Regions from separate parts of the Manis pentadactyla genome. Here region 2 is linked to region 1. A link is a contact called in public Hi-C data. All regions are on one chromosome and are shown on one strand. The core of a region is the stretch at or near the end of the contact, and the rest is flanking DNA. Distances in the headings are between cores, read along the strand shown.

Region 1 (4,365 bases), core at 1,184-3,683:
TACCTCACAACAAGGGAGATGGGAATCCTAGACTCTATTTGGCTTTGGCATATACCTTGTTTAATGAATGAATGAATGTTCATGCCCCCTAAAGAAAGGGCAGGGCAGAGAAGGGCAGAGAGCAAAAATGGAGAGGCAAATAGGCAAAATAAATATCAGTCGAGACAGCTCCTGCTGATCCTGCCCTCATGCCCAAATGCCCCCCACGCTTCCTGTCACCTCTTCTGCTAAACCTTCCCCAGCTACTCCCACTGTATCAGCACCCATCTTCTTGACTGTGATGGTAAATCACCTTATGGGCCCCAACTCTTCATTCTGCCCCATATCTACACCTTCTACCCTTTGTCCGTGCAGTTCTTCCCATTAAGGGGCAGAGCACATTTCGCCATCCTTTACCTTTGGGTTTGGCCGTATGACCACCTTATACTGTTGGCCAAAGCCAATAGTAAAAACGGAAGTGATGGCAGGCCAATTCCAAGGCCTTTTGTGCTTCTTCCATTGCCATGAAAAGAGCATGCTCAGGCCAGCCCACTGTTGCCAAGAAGAGGCTGAGGGACACGTGGAACAAAGCTGCCTTGGCCAACCTGCCTAGTGGAGCCCATCGCAGATCAGCCAACTCTTAGATGTCTATGTTGTCACTGAGATTTTAGTGTTTGATATGCAACTATACAATTACCCAAGCACGTATACATTTCAGTGATTGGTGATTTTTATAGCAGTTCACTATTTAGTCATATATAATTATTTCTTTGGACAGATAAGATTTAATAGATGAAAATATAGGATCCCCAGTTAAATGTGAATTTCAGATTAATGAAGAATAATTTTTACTGTAAATGTATCCCATGCAAATTTTAAAGTAATGATTATAATTAAAATCATAATTTTAAATATGCAAAAAATTATTTATCTAAAATTCAAATTTAACTTTAAATTTAAAGGGCATCCTGTACTTTTCTGGCAATCCTACTCTGAGTGCCTGGGGCAGGCTTAACATCTTCTACAATCGCCAAGAGGTAGTTTCCATGGCCACCATCTTAACGCTGGGAGAGGGCAGCCATGGTTTGGTTAAAGATGAGACTAAAGCCCCTTCTCCTTTTGTAGCACAGCCTTGTCTTCTACGACCAAAAATGTTCATGTCATTCTCACAAAACTGCCGACCACAAGGTATTTTCCCAGCCCACTGATCTCTTTGCTGGTCCCCCTCAGTCCATCCTATGAATAACAGGGGTTGCATGTGCTTGCTAGGTCTGCTGTGACAAGGTACCACAGCCAGGATGGTTTAAACCACAGAAGGTTATTTTCTCACAGCTCTGGAGGCTGGAAGTCCAGGATCAAGGTGTCAGAAGGGTTGGTTCCCTCAGAAGCCCATGAGGGAAGCATCTGTTCGCGGCCTGTGATAGTCAGTCTTACATGTCAGCCTGACTGGGCCGTGGGATGCTGGAATGCTTCTGGGTGTGTCTCTGAGGGTGTTTTGGGAAGAGATTAGCATTTGAATAGGCAGACCAGACAAGGCAGATTGCCCTGCCCAGGGTGGGTGGGCATCATTGAAACCTCTGAGGGCCTGACTAGAACAAGAAGGTGGAGGAAACCCCAACAGATTCTCTCTGCCTGACTGCCAGTCTCCTGCATTGGACAGGGACTTCTGCCAGCAGCGCTGCTGGGTATTCAGTCTCCAGGCTTAGGCTGGAATTTATACCGTCAACTTTCCTAATTTTGCCCCTTGCAAAGAGTAGATCATGCCACTTCCCAGCCTCTGTGATGACATGAGCCAATTCCTTGTAATAAAGCTCACATGTGTCATATACATATAATCTTGTATTGGTTCTGTTTCTCTGTAGAAACCTAATACAAACCTCTCTCCTTGCTTTGTAGATGGCCATTTTCTCCCTTATCTTCACATCATCTTCTGCCTGTGCATGCATCTGTGTCCAAAATTCCTCTTCTTCTCAGGACATCAGTCACTGGATTAGGACCTCCTCTAATGACCTCATTCTGACTTAGTTGCCTCTGTACAGACCCTCTCTCTAAGATGGTCCTACGTAACGTACTGGAGTTAGGACCTCAGCATAAGCATTTTATTGGGGAGACATAATTCAGTTCATAACAGGGTTTGTGGAGCTATTGTGACTCATCCTGATAAAGTCTGCATTTAAAAGAGGAACCCAAGGGAGTAGATCTCAAATAACGGAATTCTTCAGGTGGTGGAATTCTAGTTTTCAAAGTCGTCCCTAAAGGTGGCAAAGGCCCATCCTGCAGTTCTTAATAATGACACCTCAAAGGGGCCATACCCCCTGCCAAAGGGGCCCTAGCAACTAACTGGTGAAATGCGGGTTATTATGAGGACAGGGATTGTGATGGTGGCCGAGCTGTGGAATCTGGGGAGACCAAATGTTAGTGCCTCAAAATTGGCAAGCAGCGTAGTTTTCTGCATGACAGCAGAGGAGAGGGAGACGATGGGAGCCCGTTGGGCAGAAAGCTGCCCAGCCTTCTCCAAGGGCATGCCTGATGACCCCATGTCTGAAGGGAAGCCCAGAGTGTTTTTGGTAAGGGCATGCCTCATTTCACTGCCCCAGCCTGCTGTGGGGACCTGGGATAGCAGCCGAGTGCACTGGGATTCCTGAGAGCGGCCAGCAAGAGCACCCCATCCCCGCAGCTGACACCCAGCTCTAAGCAGGGACCTGGCAGCCCTTCACAAGATTGTGAGATCACTTGAAACTGGCTTCGGTCTCTCCTGTCTGCCTCCCTGGTTGGAGCCCTGTCCTCCATCTAGGAATGGCACCCGGCGCCCCCGTAGCCCTTTCATTGGTTCCCATGTGTACAGGTTCTCTCAGTGCAGCCCTTGGGGTTCTTCCTCCCTCTGTACCCCCACGCCCTACTGAGGACTAGGTGTCTAAATGGTCTCAAAGTTAGGCAGAGGGGGCTGGGGATGGACAAGTCACCTCCATGGTGATTTGAAAATCACCAGGAAGGCGGCCTTCTACCTCAGCTCCCCGCTGCCGCCACTGGCTGGCACGTCAGGGCGCCAAAGCTTTGTGCCAGTTTGCCCTGTCCTTCTCATCGCTCTCAGGGCCTGATACTCCATGTTAAGTGCAATTCTGATAAGAACTCTGTCTAGATCTTTACCAAACACCCCAGTCCATGTGGGGGTGGGGTGGGGGACAGCCCCATACTGACTCCTCACTGTCCCCCAACGCCCCCCTCCCTGCCCCAGGAGGCAGAGTCACCAAAGTCAGACTCTTCCTATGACTGCCTGGAGGAGATGGAAGCTTGTGAGGACAAAGGCTGCCCAGGGCTGCCTAAGTTGCTGTCCCCCAAGACTGGCCCTGCCACCAAGGGCCAGGCGGGTGATGGACCTGAACTCACAGAGCTGCTCCAGGCCTCGGCCCCAACTCCAGGGACCTCAGGGACCCTGGGGATGGAATGCAATGCTGAGATGGAGCTGGAGTAGGTGCGCATGGAGTTCGAGCTCACACGGCTCAAGTACCTGCACGAGGAGAATGAGCGCCGGCGGCAGCACGAGGGGGTGATGGCGCAGCTGCAGCAGCAGGCCGCACTCCACCTGGTAGGTGACAGTGAATGGGGATACTGGCCAAGAGGCCCGCAGGGCCCGCCCTGAGAGCCAGGGACTGACCTTGGGGCCCGGGGGCCCACCTGACCTACTGCACCTGCCCTGGGTTCAGATGTGGAGGACTCACAGCTTTGAGCTTCCATGCTAAGCTGAACTCCGACCTTGTAAGGAGAGCTGACCCTAAGAGCAGCCCAGAACCACCTTGTTCACCTGCCTGCTCACGGCTTTTCTTCTCAGGGGAAAGTCCTCAACATGGCCTCCATGACTGATTTCCCCCATTCTCCATTCCTCTCTGCATCTTTTTTAAGTGACTGATGCCTGAGACTAAACTCAGAATCCCTACCGAGGTCTGTGGATTTTGATGAAACCATCACCTTCCCTGATCAGGGAGGCATTTGCCCTGTAGGATCACTGCCATGCTGTCAGCTAAAGCCTAGACATCTCCTGGTGAGAGCCAGGCCACTCTTCCCTAATCCATACTAAACCAGGATGAGAAAATGTACTTGCAGTTAAGTGGGATGTGAGGTGTTTGGCACTGTGGCTGTGCCACACTATAAGTACTAAATAATGAAAAATGTTATTAGTTAAAGCAGTGTTGTCTGGGCTTTAAAATCAGGCAGTTCTGGGATAAAACCCTGGCTCTACTATGTGTAAACAGTGTGACGCTGGGCAAGTTACTAATCCTCTCTGAGCCTTGGTTTGCTCATGCAGAAAGTAGTACCTACCTCATAGGGCTGTCGGGAAGGTTAAATGAGATAATGCATGCAGGGCACTTTACAATGAGCCTGGCACAT
Region 2 (3,761 bases), core at 313-2,812, 150 kb before region 1:
ACACTAATTCCTACCCCATCCCCCACTCCCTGGCAACCACCTTTCTACTTGGTTTCTATGAATTAGATACTTCATGAGTGGAATCATACAGTATTTGTCCTTTGATAACTGACTTATTTCACTTAGCATAAAGCCCTGTAAGTTCATTACACAGATTATTTTCATGTACTTATGACATACATATTTTAATATAGGTTATTTTATTGTAGAATATGGTGAGGCTAAGGGTGCAGCAAGGTTTCCAGCTCCTTGGCAGACCAGTTGCCTGACCAGTTTAGATCCCCTTGCTTTCTCTTCAACTCACACTTGGGAAACTGTTGGGCCATTCTCAAAGCTTCAAAGATTAGAAGTCTTCCCTGTCCCTTCCTGAGATGTCTGTCCCTCCTGGATCAACCTAATGTAGGTAGGGAATGCTGTGGGGTTCTTGGGAGAGCAGCTCAGCACAGGCAGGGCAAAGGCACTCAGGCCCGCGCGTTTAAAGCACAGCCGGAAAATCCGGAGCCCTACCGGCCTGCGCCTTGGATCTGCCATCTCCTCACACCCAACACCTGCAGCCTTTACGTTCCTAGGGCTTCAATAGGACGCTGGAGATACGGAGGGCAGGCCTGAGATCCTGTGATTTGAGGACATGCTGTCCACTCTCATCCCAGGATCACACTAGGAAGCCAGACTGATTTGTCCAGTTCTGAACTGGCCCGGACGCATGCGGTGGTGGCCAGTTGTTGGATGCAGGGTGCGGCGGGACAGGCAGCCCTCCTCTCCCGCATCCCGCCAAGGCCTTATTGCCCAACAGTCCCACAAGCCACCGATGTGCCAGTTGAAGGAAAGGAAGAGCAGGTGAAACCCTATCTCAATTTCACTGCACCGTTTCTCCTTGACAGGAGAGGATGATTGGTCTCCCTGCATCTCCTTCCAGACCGCAAAGTCAGCTGCGTTCTGCTGAAAACAAGCACATCGCCCATCCCCAGAGCGCGGTCACTGGGGCCTTCGTAATTATCCCCATTCAGCCCGAAGGGCCACGCAGCAGGGCGAGGGACGCGGGAACGCGGCACTGAGGGGAGGGCCAGCGATGCGCCGGCCCCTCGGCGCTCGCGGTCCTGCCCGCGTCCCAAGAGCACTGCGGAGGTGCGGGACACCAGCACTGAGGGGCATTTCTTCCCGCAGACCGACTTGTCGCGGCCGATTGGTGCCACAGAAGCTGTGCTTCCCCGGCGCGGAGACCCCCCATGCCGTCCCGCCGACCTTACAAACAACTTCCACAACTGCGGAGGCCGCAGGGCGGGCGGGCCGCGGCGGAGCGCGGGAGCAGGGGGCGGGCCGGGGTCAGGGCAGAGGCTGCGGCCGCGCCTCCCCATTGGCCGGGACGCAGTGGGCAGCCCGCGCGCGCGGCGCGGGCGGGGGCGGGGCCTGCCGGCGCGTGCCCGCCCCCCCCCCCCCGCGCCCCTTGTTCCACCCCCTCTTAGCCTGCCGCCGGAGTTTTTAAAGTGGGTTGGCAGCCCCGGGAGCCGGACATTCGGGAACAGCCAGCAGCTCAGCTCCAGCGTCCGTCGCGCTCTCACCCCAGCTCTTCTGAGGCGGCCGTACAATCCTCGGCAGTGTCCTGAGACTGTATGGTCATCTCAGCGGTCGCGCCCGCCTGGCTCCCGACTCTTGCAACTCCCGTTGTTCGAGCCACTTCTTTTTTTCTTTTTGGTAACCCAGAAAGTTACTCCTTTTCGAGGGAAAAAGGAACGTCGGTTCCCTTCTTGCTGCCCTCTTTTCGCGTTGACAGCCTCCTCCCACTCCTTCCCCGGACCCCGCCTCCGCGTGTAGGTTCCTCCCAGTCACCTTTCTCCACCCACCTCCCCCGCACCTAGCCAGCCGCCCGCGAACTTCCACCTGAGTGTCCGGGGCGCTCAGGACCTGAGAGCATTTAGGATCTTTAACCCCTGCCCTGGCCTCGGGGAGTGGGCCAAGGCCACAGAGAAGGCAGCGGCCGCAGCCCCCGCCGGCCTGGGAGCACAGGTGCTCGGCGTCTCAAAGGGCCACAGAGACAATGACAGCGGACAAGGAGAAGAAAAGGTAAACGGACGTCCGAGCCGGCTAGGGAGAGATGGTCTGAGGGGATGGCGGGGCTGTGTGGGGCTGGAATGACCCAGAGCAGCTGGGAGAGGAGTGCGGAGAGGTCTTTGAGACCCGAAATCGGTTTGGAGAGTTTTGAGAGGGAGAGCAGGTGCCCCGGGGACGCGGATCTGCGGCTTCGTAATGGTGCGTTCTGTGGCCCGAAGGAATCGCGAATCTGCGCCATGCAGCTAGGCCAGGAGGGCAAGGATGATGGCCCTAGAGGTCCGAGGTGCTCCTGCGGTACCTTCCGACCCCCGACCTCCTCCCCGGTCCTGTCAGACCAAACTCCCGCGGCCAGCACGTTGAGAGGTTTCTGTTTCGAACTCAAGTCATCTTCGACTTTCTCAGGCTTCAAGGGTAGGGCAACACCTACTCGACTATTTTCCTTGGGACCCCTCAGGCCCTTCCAAATGAGTTGCTTTGCCCATGCTGCGCCCCAAATTGGCAGAGGGTTGGAGGCAGAGCGCAGCACTGGGATGCGCTGCCGAGGAAGGGACAAGACTCAGTAAAGGGTCCCATTCCGCGTCTCCAGCTCCCACTGAAGCCTGGAGAAACCACCTTCCTGATCCTGCACCGTTTCTGCGGGAGAATAGGTAGTGGGCCGGGTTGCCTCTCGGGGCAGGTGTCCGGTGTGCAGAAAGTGAATACTGGCACTGGGTACCGCCGGCTGGTCTCGGTGTCTGTCTCCCAAGAGCACAGAGAAGGGCAGACACGATCTGCCCGCATGCCCTTGCGAGCTTGTCAGCACTGGGTGTGAGGCAACTTTGGCCAACTCTCACTGCCCTCCCGCCCCCTCCCGGCCGCTGCCGGCCTGGCCCGCTCCCAGCTCGGACGAGAACGCCCGGCGCGGCGGTGCAGACGTAGACACGGTCTCTCTTCCCGCGATTGCGCGCCGCTCGTCTCCTGGCCCCCGACTCCTGTCTCCACTCAGTGGGTTGGGGCTTTGAGCCCGCGCTCGGAGCGGCTTGGCGGGGCTGGGTTGCGGAGCATTGGAATCTAACGCGCGGCCGGCTGAACCGCCCGAGCCGCACGTCGAGTCGGCAGCTGCTGGGTTTCCGGCAGTAGCGCGGGGATGGATTGACAGGCCCGGAGAGCTCGGAGGCTCAGTTGATTTGCTCTTGTTCCGACTTCCACTGCGGGACCAGAGCCAGGAACCGTCTATCCTGTGGTCGAAGCGGCGGTTCCCACCTCCCGGCACCGATAAAGATTTGATAAACCTGAGCGAATCGCGCCCATTCTGGCCGGGCACCCGGGCCCTTCGCTCCCGGATCGCCGCGGGGATAGACCGAGCCCGGCTCCCTGGTCCCGGCCGCAGCTCCCCCCCTCCCTTGTTACTGTGGCGGCCCCAGGCCTGAGACTGATGAGGGAGCCTTGGTCCAACCAGCCTGGCCCCTGAGAGGGCAACTGGCGCGTCCCCGGGGGCTTCGGAGTAGCGGTGGGGTCCTGTGTCTTTTGAGGGCGTTGAAGCAGGGAAAAAACTTTAACATTGTAACGCATTGTGTAAAACCAATATAGTCTGCCGCATAATGCCAATAATAATGACTGAATAATCAGAAAGGAAAGTTATAGTCTGAGCGCACTTTGGGCTCCGGAGCCAGCGAGGAAATTTATTGTATATTTTACAACCATGATGCCTGTCAGTGAATGTCACAATCACG

The links. A called contact is a pair of places that touch in the nucleus more often than the background predicts.
Region 2: a Hi-C map of fibroblasts shows a contact between it and region 1, with 4 times the contacts expected there. The contact joins the promoter of EPAS1 here to the promoter of TMEM247 in region 1. A contact is called at or near these places in 2 of 3 Hi-C or Micro-C datasets (fibroblasts and skin fibroblasts).

What each region holds. Positions count from the first base shown.
Region 1 is chr2:198,078,792-198,083,156 of mManPen7.hap1, reverse strand. TMEM247 (transmembrane protein 247) reads left to right here and starts at 2,433. Exons shown (of 4, transcript XM_057497571.1): 1 at 2,433-2,546; 2 at 3,215-3,565. The coding sequence starts at 2,433.
Region 2 is chr2:198,230,275-198,234,035 of mManPen7.hap1, reverse strand. It overlaps EPAS1 (endothelial PAS domain protein 1), which reads left to right and starts at 1,562. Exons shown (of 17, transcript XM_036925851.2): 1 at 1,562-2,061.